Regions from separate parts of the Mus musculus genome. Here region 1 is linked to region 2. Evidence: chromatin contacts called from public HiChIP or PLAC-seq data. All regions are on one chromosome and are shown on one strand. Each heading gives the region's core, a stretch centred on a gene start, on an enhancer-like site or on the middle of the called end of the contact. The rest is flanking DNA. Distances are from core to core; before and after follow the strand shown.

What was found. HiChIP or PLAC-seq counts read pairs in DNA pulled down with a chosen protein or histone mark.
Region 1: an H3K4me3 HiChIP or PLAC-seq map of neural tube shows a contact between it and region 2, with 3 times the contacts expected there. The contact joins the promoter of Zfp385a here to the promoter of Hoxc13 in region 2. A contact is called at or near these places in 5 of 39 promoter capture datasets (cranial neural crest, embryonic stem cells, frontonasal cranial neural crest and 2 more) and 2 of 115 datasets of contacts at active chromatin or transcription factors (neural tube and stem cell-derived neural progenitor cells).

Annotation. Positions count from the first base shown.
Region 1 is chr15:103,336,608-103,341,573 of GRCm38.p6, forward strand. Zfp385a (zinc finger protein 385A) reads right to left here and starts at 3,479. Exons shown (of 8, transcript NM_013866.2): 1 at 3,440-3,479. The coding sequence starts at 3,449.
Region 2 is chr15:102,918,084-102,922,847 of GRCm38.p6, forward strand. Hoxc13 (homeobox C13) reads left to right here and starts at 3,048. Exons shown (of 2, transcript NM_010464.2): 1 at 3,048-3,834. The coding sequence starts at 3,105.

The sequences.
Region 1 (4,966 bases), core at 2,229-4,728, 420 kb after region 2:
TGACAGGACTTTATATAAACAGTCTCCCATGAGATGGTTTCACTGTGCACTAACTGGGCGAGTAGCTGGTTCCTCTGCCTGGTTCAGTCTCATTTCTCATCTGTCAAACCAGAACAACAGTACCTGCCTCCCAGAGTTGATGACAGGATTGGACGAGTCTGTGTAAAAGTGCTGGCACGACACAGCAAGCACTCAATAAATGTTTGCTGAATAAATGAATTCTTTTATGATAAATGACAGTTGGTTCAGATGGCAGGTATTACTAGACCAAGGTCACACCAGTTAGTGAGGAACTTGAATGGGTCTCACAGAGTAAGATTTTTTTAAAAGCATCATGTTTTACTGGGTAGACTGGAGAAGAAAAGGGAGACAGGGAAAGAGGAAGGGATTGAGAAGAAGGAACAAATCCAAGGCTTTTGTTTTGTGGGAGGTGAGGGCTGCAGCAAGGTTGGAGGAAGAGAAGGTTAGGTGGGGTTGGGAGGAGTTAGGGTCGGGCTGGGGCAGGCGACTCTAGAGCGAAGCTCATTAGAGTAATTACCTCCAACAGACAGAGCCCCACCCTCACTCCCTGGGGGATTGTTAACACGTTCTATTCAAGACAGTTTCCAAGGGTGAGCTTGCAGACTCTTGGTTCGAACCCACCTGTCCACCTCCAAAACCCCGTTTAGCCCTGGGTACTTTTTGCATTCAGTCTCCCACAGTCAAGTCATATCTAGCTTCCTTCATCTCTGTGAGGGCTGCTCTTTTCCGTCCTCCCCTAAAAGGTCTGGCCAGGTCCTGTGCCATGGCCCCTGGGCTTTCTTTGGTGGGCTGGGCAGGCTTGACTTGGAGAATAGGAACAGCTTGGGCGGAGTCTGCTCTGGGAGTGGCTCATCAGGGTAGGGCGGGAGTGGGGAAGGTTTTAGGGTAGGGCTGTGAGTTAGTGACTGTCTCACTGAGGTGAGACTGAAATCTTGGTGGTGAAGGGACCTCATGAGGCTAACTAAGAAGGAACCAGTCTCTGAGATCGAGATTTCATCTTTCACCACCTCTGTTTTCCCTCGGGCATTTTAGCTTCTTCCTCAGAAATGGCCAAACTTAGGGTCAGGGTAGTGGAGAAAGGCTTGAACTTTTGTTTCTTATCCTTTTGGTCAAGTCCAGTGAATCTGTCCCCTCTGCCTCAATTCCTTCATCCTGGCAGAAGGCAGGCAGAGAGCTGGAAAGGCTTTGAAGTCAAAGATGAAAGAGACAAGGGGATGATTGTGCACAACTAAAAACACCAGCCCTAATAACCTCGGGGTATATGTGGGTGGGGGTGGGGCTTTGAGGGAGGTGATGCCTAGAAAGGGAGGGGCTTATTGCAGAGCTTTGGGAAATCTTCCCAACCTGATCAGAAGAACCCTCCCTTTCCAGGCTTCCGCCCCTCACTAAACCAGGGTCTTAGACAGTGGCAGCCTAGGAGTCTGAACTCAGAACTACCATCTTGAACCCTGAGGCCCTGATTCTTATGTGTGCTCTAATTTTGTTTTGAGCTAGGTTCTCACTCTGTAGCCTAGGCTGGCCATGAACTTATTCTTTAGCCTCGACTCCCAATAACCTCCCCCAACCTGCTGTGATGATAGGCATGAGACACCACATACAGCTGAGCTGGGCACAGCCATCTCAGGGTTCCTCTAGGGCTGCCTTGTAGAGGACTCAGTGACCTTAGCATTCAGACCCGAACACCTCAGTATGATTCTAAAGGTGAGTCTTGAGCACTGGCAGGCAGTTTCCTCCCTCGTTGGGATTTAAGGGGATGAGAGGAAAGCTAAGCTGAATGGGGGCACCACTAGATTCCCACCCCCTGTGGACTTGGCAAAAGGAGGGAGTTAATTATCATGTCCTCCAAAGAGATGGCTGGGGCCAGTTGGTGGCAGGGTCCAATGTCAGAGAGTTTGGATTCAGTCTTCTTGTGGCTGGGTGTTGGCAGGGGTCTTCCAGGCCTGATACCTAGTTTAAAGTGGCCTCCAGACCAGGGCAAACAAGGCTTAGCCTGGCCTACTCTGGGCAAGCAGGCTATAGCCGCTACAGCTGGCCCAGGATACAGCTAGAGTACAGGAACACAACGGTAGGCAGAATGTGGAGCCTGTGTGTTAGGGTCCTGAGTCTAAACTGTGTTGAGGTGTCTCCCGGAATTAGAAGGCAGACCACCTACTAGAGACAGCCTTGGGGCAGAGGGATTTAAATAGCTATGATGGTTGGCCAGCTGGAGGGAAGCAAGGCATAAAAGTCGTGAGAGAGGCTGAGACCACACAACAGCTAGATGGAGGAAGGACGCAAGAGTGGAGAAATGGGCTAGGAAAGATACACAGTCACTGGAAAGAAGAGAACACAGGCAGAGAGTCTTGGGAGAGGGATGAGGACACGGGATATAGTTCAGCATAAGCACAGAGCCAGGTGTCCTCAGTGGGGGCAGGGAGACCACAGGTGTCTGAGAGTGGTAGGGGGCTTCACAATAAACAGGGCCCTGGAACCGGCCTAGCCAGGGTGGAGGTCAGAGGTCAGAGCAGGCCCTGCACTGCTGTGGCAGCAGGGTTGAGGGCAGGGGCTGCTGCGGAGTCCGGAGTACAGCTAGGCCCTCTCCTCCCCCATCCCTGGGGCTCCCTTCCCGATGTAGGTCATGAAGATGGGGTGGCCAAGGCTGAACGGGCTGGCTGTCAGAGCCCAGCGGGACTTCCCTTCCCCCCACTCTGACTTTCCTTCTCTCCTTGGTCTCCTGTAGCCCCCGACCCACGGCTGGGGTGGAAGGGAAGAAGGAGGAGAAGAAGAAGGGCCCAGGCAGCCGGCGCAGGGAGAGAGGGGCAGGTCCCGGCGTGTCGGGGCAGGATGGCTGCGGAGACAGGATCTAAGCCGCAAGAGCCCGGGATGGACAGTTTCCCACCCGCTCTTCTACCCAGCCCCCTTATCTTCACCCGTCAGGTTCCCACCTCCCACCACACTCACCTCGAAGCTACACCCAGCATCTTCTTCCTCCGCCCCCCACTTCCTCCTTTCCCTCTTATCCTGGGCCCAGAAGGCTGTCGGAGTGGCTAAGCCAAGGGTGGGGGAAGGCGCTGGAGGTGACGGGTCAGAACCTTTACTCCAACTCTACCAGGCCAGGACCAGCCCCCTCCCACAGTCTCTCCTGCACTGTCTTATAATATTCATGAGCCTCATGAATACGCAATGTTCTCATTATGGGGCGGGGGTCTCGCTCTCTCGGCCTTCCTTTTGCCCCTCCCTATGTTACCAGGAGAAACCGCAGCTAGGGGAAGAGAGGAAGAGGGGACCCCAGATGTGCAGCCAGATGAGGGGGGAGGGGGAATGAGTGGCAGACCGGCGGCCGCAGTCACCGCGGTGCCGAGGTGAGGGAGGGTGGGGGTTGGTGACCCAGTGAGAAGGAACCAGGGACCCGGATCCCAGAGTCGTGGAGACCACTCACCGAGGATCATGCTGGGGACCCTGGCTCCCGGGGTTCCGCGTCGTTCTGTCCCGGGGGCCGTTCTGGTCGGACTCGGGGTACAGGGGGGAGGAGTCGGGGAGGAGCAGGGGCGGGCCGAGGCGGAGCGGGGGCGGGGCCCACAGCAGGTGAAGACCGGAGGGGGCACCCTGGCACCCCGGGCTCCGCGAGGGGGCGTCCTGGCAGCCTCCCGCTTCCTCCAGCCTTTCAGTTACCGCCCCCAATCTCTGGGTTTTAGGATGTCGCTTTAGCTGGGGCTGGGGAACAAGATGGTGTGAGGTTATTGAGGAGGCTGGGAACTAAAATGCCTGGGTTCCTGAGTGGCTCAGTCTGAGGGCGGGAAGACTCATTCTCAGCTGATAGAGGGACAGGATCCTAAGTGATCTGGGGAGGAACAGAGCCCGGGTTGAGTGGGATAGTGATGCCCCTCTAGAGCAATGGGCTGGGTGGGCCCTGGAGGTGCAGGGAGGATGCCTGGGTCCTACTTTGTTCCGCTTCGGAGCAGGATGTCGAGACTGACTATCAGAGGTGAGTCGTGGTTCTGAAGATGGATTCGAGGTTTATCTGACAGTGTTCTTAGGGGAAGCTAAGTGAACAGATTGCATTCAGTGGTCCTGAGGAGGCAGAAATTAGAAGCTTGCAGTGGTGATTGCTAGGCTATTTAGAAGATGACAGAAGGTCAGAATCAGCGAGGTTCAACCTTATAGAGATGTCCTGGACTGAGCTGGGGAGGAGGGGCATTTATCCCGGGGTTAAATGCAGGACACCTTACCAAGAAGAGCTTTGATTCAGGTGGCAGGGGTGTAAGAAGGCTGGGGAGACGTTTGAGAATGGGATGTTCCTAAGGCAAACAGGAGGAAGCTGGAGTGTGAGAGTCGGATAGGTATCTAGGGAAGATGCAGCTGCTACAGCCTGAACCTGTCTGTACCTGCCACAAGAGGGAGGGCAGCAGGCAGAGTTCCCAGAAGGCCAAGCAGCCAGCTTTAGGCCAACCCAGCCAGAGGGAGAGGGGGTGAGACTGGGAATTGGAACACTCATGGTTTAGGGAGGGTGGAGGCAAGAGTGAAAAGCGGGGTCATGAGTGATAGGATTGGATTCAGAAACTTTGAGGAAAGGAGGGCATTTCCAGCTTCTGGCGGGAAGTTGGGGCTTGATTGCTAACTCAGGTGCAGGAATTTTAGATTTGTTCCTACTGTGAGCCTCAGCAATGTCTGCCTTCCATCTGTGAAAAGCTGTTTGCAATTGCCAAGATACTCCAGCTCAAGGCTAGGTGAAAGATGGGTGCCGGCACCCTAGTCTTTGAGTCCTGTGATCCTGCTTTGAGGAAAGATGTGGGATCTCTGGGTCCACGAGAGGCCATCTTCTCGCTTTGAATCTAACTTGCTGGAATCCTCCTGCACTTCTATAACAGAAAGCCTGCTTCCTAGGTTTAGCCCCTCCTCTCCTTTTCCAGGTTTCTCCCCTGGGGAGGAGACATACTAAAACGAGGGCCAGCACTGGGCTTGGCTG
Region 2 (4,764 bases), core at 1,798-4,297:
CAGCAGCTTCACTTATGAGTTGTTTGGTTTTGTTTGTTTTTCTCTAAACTTCATCCTGGGCCAATCCCCACCATACCATCCTTGAAGTGGGGAGATCGAGGTGTGACAAAATGGTGCGGGGTGAGCAGGGTGAGAGTTTCAACCAGAGGTTGCAGAGCCAGGCTTCTAGGGTGTGAATCGCCTCCGAAATGAGATGTAATTACTACGTTTCCAGTGATGCGTATTCTCCTGGAGTGTTTAATTTGATTTTACTTGTGTCTCAGCGAGATACACAGGTTTTTTCAGGGTACTGGGAAAAGCGACCCCACGCTTAAAGTTAATTAACCTGCAAGGTTTTACTTTCCACGATCCTATCCGCACACAGGCTCTTCTATGCATGCCTCCTTCCGCGATCCTTGTGGGCAGAAGAGAGTAGCAGGCACGGAAGGTCTTGGGGAATCAAGCTCAAGGGAGTGTGACCATCGCCCGCTCTCAGCGTCCTTAACCCGGACTTTCCCCCTCATGGCCTCCTAGGTCCCCGCGTTGCTTTGAGTACCTACATCTTCATCTGGTCCTTTGCAAAAAAGAGACTTTGTTTCCCAGTATCTTCTTCCCGCTAAATTTTGGCAGAAAACTGCCCCTAATAAATGGAATTGTAAAGTTGCTGGGTTAATTAAATCTATATCTCATCGCAATAGTAATAGTTAATGTCCTTATATAAACCTGAAAAAAGAATATAGCATTAACGTTATTTATTGTGGGGCCTTCCTATACCTAGATCCATCCTTCTCACAGTTCTGGCCTCTACTCTCAAAGGCTGGGGGAAGTGTATTTGAGTATCAGACCGTGCCTGGTATTTAGGCCTCTCTAGGAAGGGAGCCACTGGAATGGAAAGGCTCTCCCAGGTCCTTTGTTTCTCCTAGCGGCCCCACAGCTTGGCCTACTTCCCTGTTCTCAATGGGGGCACAGCACTTCACAGGAGGAGAAACAATCTCTACTACCCACTGCTAAGAAAACCCACAGTCCTCCTGGCCACCCAACCCTCTCAGCCAGCCTTAGGCAAGGGGGCCAAGTTCACCGGACCCAGTCTAGACTTGGCCAGACCTTGTTTGTTCTCCTTGTATTTTTGTTTGTTTGTTTTTTTACCTTGACCTTGGACTCCAGCAGCAGGGTAGCCTGTCTCCGAGCCCAGAGGACTCTCAAAGATTTCCCTTTGGCTTATTCTCCCTGATGAACCATCATTCCCCCACCCCCACCCCCACCCCACAAACATTGATAAGCTGATCTGCCAGGGTTTCAAGCTTCTTTTGTATTTTTCTTCTTTGCCATCCCAGTACAAAGCCTGCTTTCAAAACTCCGAGGAGGACTCACTTCTGGATGAAGACCGACCATGCTGACAAAAATTCCATTTCTTGTCCTGACTCACCAGGGCCTGGGGCTGTCAACCGTCAGAGACCACCTTCCTCCTTTAGGGGTCTTGAGGCAGGCTCCAACATTTGCCTCCAATTGAAAGGTCTAGGATTAGTCTTGATGGGTGTTCACAGTTGAGAGTCTGTGTGAACATCAGCACCCAGCATTTAAAACGTGTGGCAGAGGCAAGAAGGAGAGAGACACCGCAGCCCCCCTCTCTCCCTCTTTATTATTTTTTTCCTGCTCTCTCGCTCGCTCTTTATTACTTCTTCTCCTCAGGGAGGGGTATGTGTGAAAGGGAGCTTGGCACAATTCCATGGAGATGCCCCTCTGCAAAGGGGTGACTCTACTGAGGCCCTAACCAGTGGGGGGGGGGGCGCAGAAAAAAGTGAGTGTTATAAAAATCAGTAACTTGGTGCTAATTTGTTCTTGACATAGAAGACAGTTCGGGATCTAAGTACTCTGCCTGAACAAGAGTGATCCTGAAAGGAAACTGGGAATAAGGCAGCTTAAACTTAAGCTGCCTGGCTCCTTAGCGCTTATCACCCCATCAGCCCAAGCCATTGAGGAGGGGGGGTGGTCTTGTACTTGTATGTTTGGAGTTGCACCTGTCAGAAGTCCCTTTAAAGAGCGGCAGGTTTTCTCTGCTTTCTACAGTTCCTTGTGTGAACCCAAAGAGACTCTTGCAAGCATCCCGGCCTTTCCTTTTGCTCAGTCAGAATCTGCTTCTGTTTCTTTGAGAGTGGGGGCGGGGGGAGTCTCCGGTATCCCTTTTGTATGCTGAAATGGCAATCTGTCCTTCTGCCCCTCTCCGTTAGCCTCTGCTTCTCGCTGAGTGTATTTCATCATTTCTCTCCCCACATCGGGACGAAGTCTGCATTTGGGAAATCCAATCGCCCAATCATGTCTGATACAGGAGAGAGCCCTTTTCCAGACAAACTGGGGCTTTGGGGAAAGCCTCTGAGGTCGGAGTTTGAGACTCTGGTTTCGGCACCAAAGGCTCGGTGAGGTCCTTGTCCGCCGTGAGCTGACTGCCACAGCTGGAGCCTTCCTAGCTAGATTTATTATTATTATTATTACTATTACTATTATTACTAAAATTCCAGGTTTGCCTCCATTCTCAGCTCCAAGCCCCAATTTAGAGACTTCGGTAGTCAAAGCCATCTGTTTGAGAACCGGAGCCTCTCAGCGTCTCTCAGTCCAGAGCCTAGGAGGAGGAGCCATCCTCTTCTCCCTAGGTCCCTTTGCGTCGGCCAAATTAAGCCTCTCTGCCCCCCTCCCCTAACAAGGCTTGCCTAGGGGGCGTTGCCCGTCCCTTTAAATCTCCCAGCTCTCTCCTCCTTTTCCTTTCCAGTGAGCCAATCAACAAAGTTCTCATTTCTTTCCGCCCCGCCCCATCTCCCGGGGAGGGAACCCCAGGAGACCCAGGCTTAGCATCACGTGCAGCGGCTGTGGTCACGTGGGAACCAGGGGCGTGCTATGGTGAGGAGGGCGGGAGTCGCCGGATTTCTTAATGAAGTGTGTCCGCATGCGTAGTGGGAATGCGGCTAGGGAGGGGGAAGCACCGGGGGGGGGGGTGGCGGGGGGAGGAGGGGAGGGGTGGAGAGAGAGAGAGAAGGGAGGAGGGATGGGGGAGGGAAAAAGAGAGCGAGGTGTCTCCCTAGCTCGCTGCCTCTGGCAAGTGGAGTTTTTAAAAAGCTGGAGCAGATCATGTCATGACGACTTCGCTGCTCCTGCACCCGCGCTGGCCGGAGAGCCTTATGTACGTCTATGAGGACAGCGCGGCGGAGAGCGGCAGCGGCGGCGGCGGGGGAGGCGGCGGCGCGGGCGGCGCGGGGGGTGGCTGCAGCGGAGCGAGCCCCGGCAAAGCCCCGAGCATGGACGGGCTGGGCGGTAGCTGCCCGGCCAGCCACTGCCGCGACCTGCTCCCGCACCCTGTATTGGCCCGCCCGCCGGCTCCTCTGGGTGCCCCTCAGGGCGCCGTCTACACGGACATCCCAGCCCCGGAGGCGGCGCGCCAATGCGCCCCACCGCCGGCGCCCCCCACCTCGTCCAGCGCCACCCTGGGCTATGGTTACCCATTTGGGGGCAGCTACTACGGCTGCCGCCTGTCGCACAACGTGAACCTGCAGCAGAAGCCTTGCGCCTACCATCCGGGGGACAAGTACCCAGAGCCGTCGGGCGCGCTGCCTGGTGACGACCTGTCCTCCAGGGCTAAGGAGTTCGCCTTCTACCCCAGCTTCGCCAGCTCCTACCAGGCAATGCCCGGCTACCTGGACGTGTCGGTGGTGCCTGGGATCAGCGGGCACCCGGAGCCGCGTCACGACGCGCTCATCCCTGTTGAAGGCTACCAGCACTGGGCTCTTTCCAATGGCTGGGACAGTCAGGTGTACTGCTCCAAGGAGCAGTCGCAGTCCGCCCACCTCTGGAAGTCTCCCTTCCCAGGTAAGGAAGGGGCTTGAGCGGCGGCGCCGCCGCCGCCGCCAGGGACCCCTCCCCGCCCTGCCTGCCCCGCGGCTCCGCGCCTCAGCCACCCCCGCCGTCTGGCCCCGGCGCGCCGGCTCGGCTAGGCTGTCGATGGAGCCGGCCGGGCGAGCTATGCTGAGGAATGCGCTGGGGAAGAAATCTGCTCCGACACGTTCCCCGGAGCTGCCGGGTCCAGAGTGAAGCAATCAGAGGCGCCCGAGCGCCGGCTCGGCTCGGCTCTGGTCGGGAGCTCGCCTCCTCCTCCCCCAGCCTGCTCCAGCCTCATTCAGGGATCCTGGCCCCTAAATCCGCTTCCAGCCAGGAATGGGTTGGGGTTGGGCCTCTGGTGTCTTGGAACTTAGTCCAAAACCCTCAACCCAGTGGATAGTTGGGATTTGGGGAGAGTATAAGAACCTTTACCTTGCCCGAGTTTTCAGGAGCTGTCAACCACCAGATACTATAGCATTAAAATGGGGATCTAATTCTCCAGAGCCTATAGAAATGTACAATTTTTTTTCTTTTTAAATTTAACCATGAATGTTTTATAAGAGCACAGAAGAGATTTTTAAAAATCTCTGTAGAGGGAATGTGTAAGATTTGAATCCTCTCCTGGAATGCAATTTTTTTCTTTGCCGCTCTGGTACACAGTTTTAATCCTGTGAATCCACTGCCAGATCCTCCAAGTGAGATTTACTGGCATTCCAGACAGAGAAAGGGGTTCTAAAATGGGAGGTGGGAGAGGCAGACCTGTGCTGTGGTCCGGGGTCCAGACCACTCTTGTCTGGCTGTGTATGCAAGAAGAGAGCACTCTTGTGTTGTTCCTCTGTGGCTGTCTCTGAATAGGAAAGGATTCCATACCGCCCCCATCACTCCCCAGAGGAGAAAGACCGGCCCAGATTTCCCAAAACT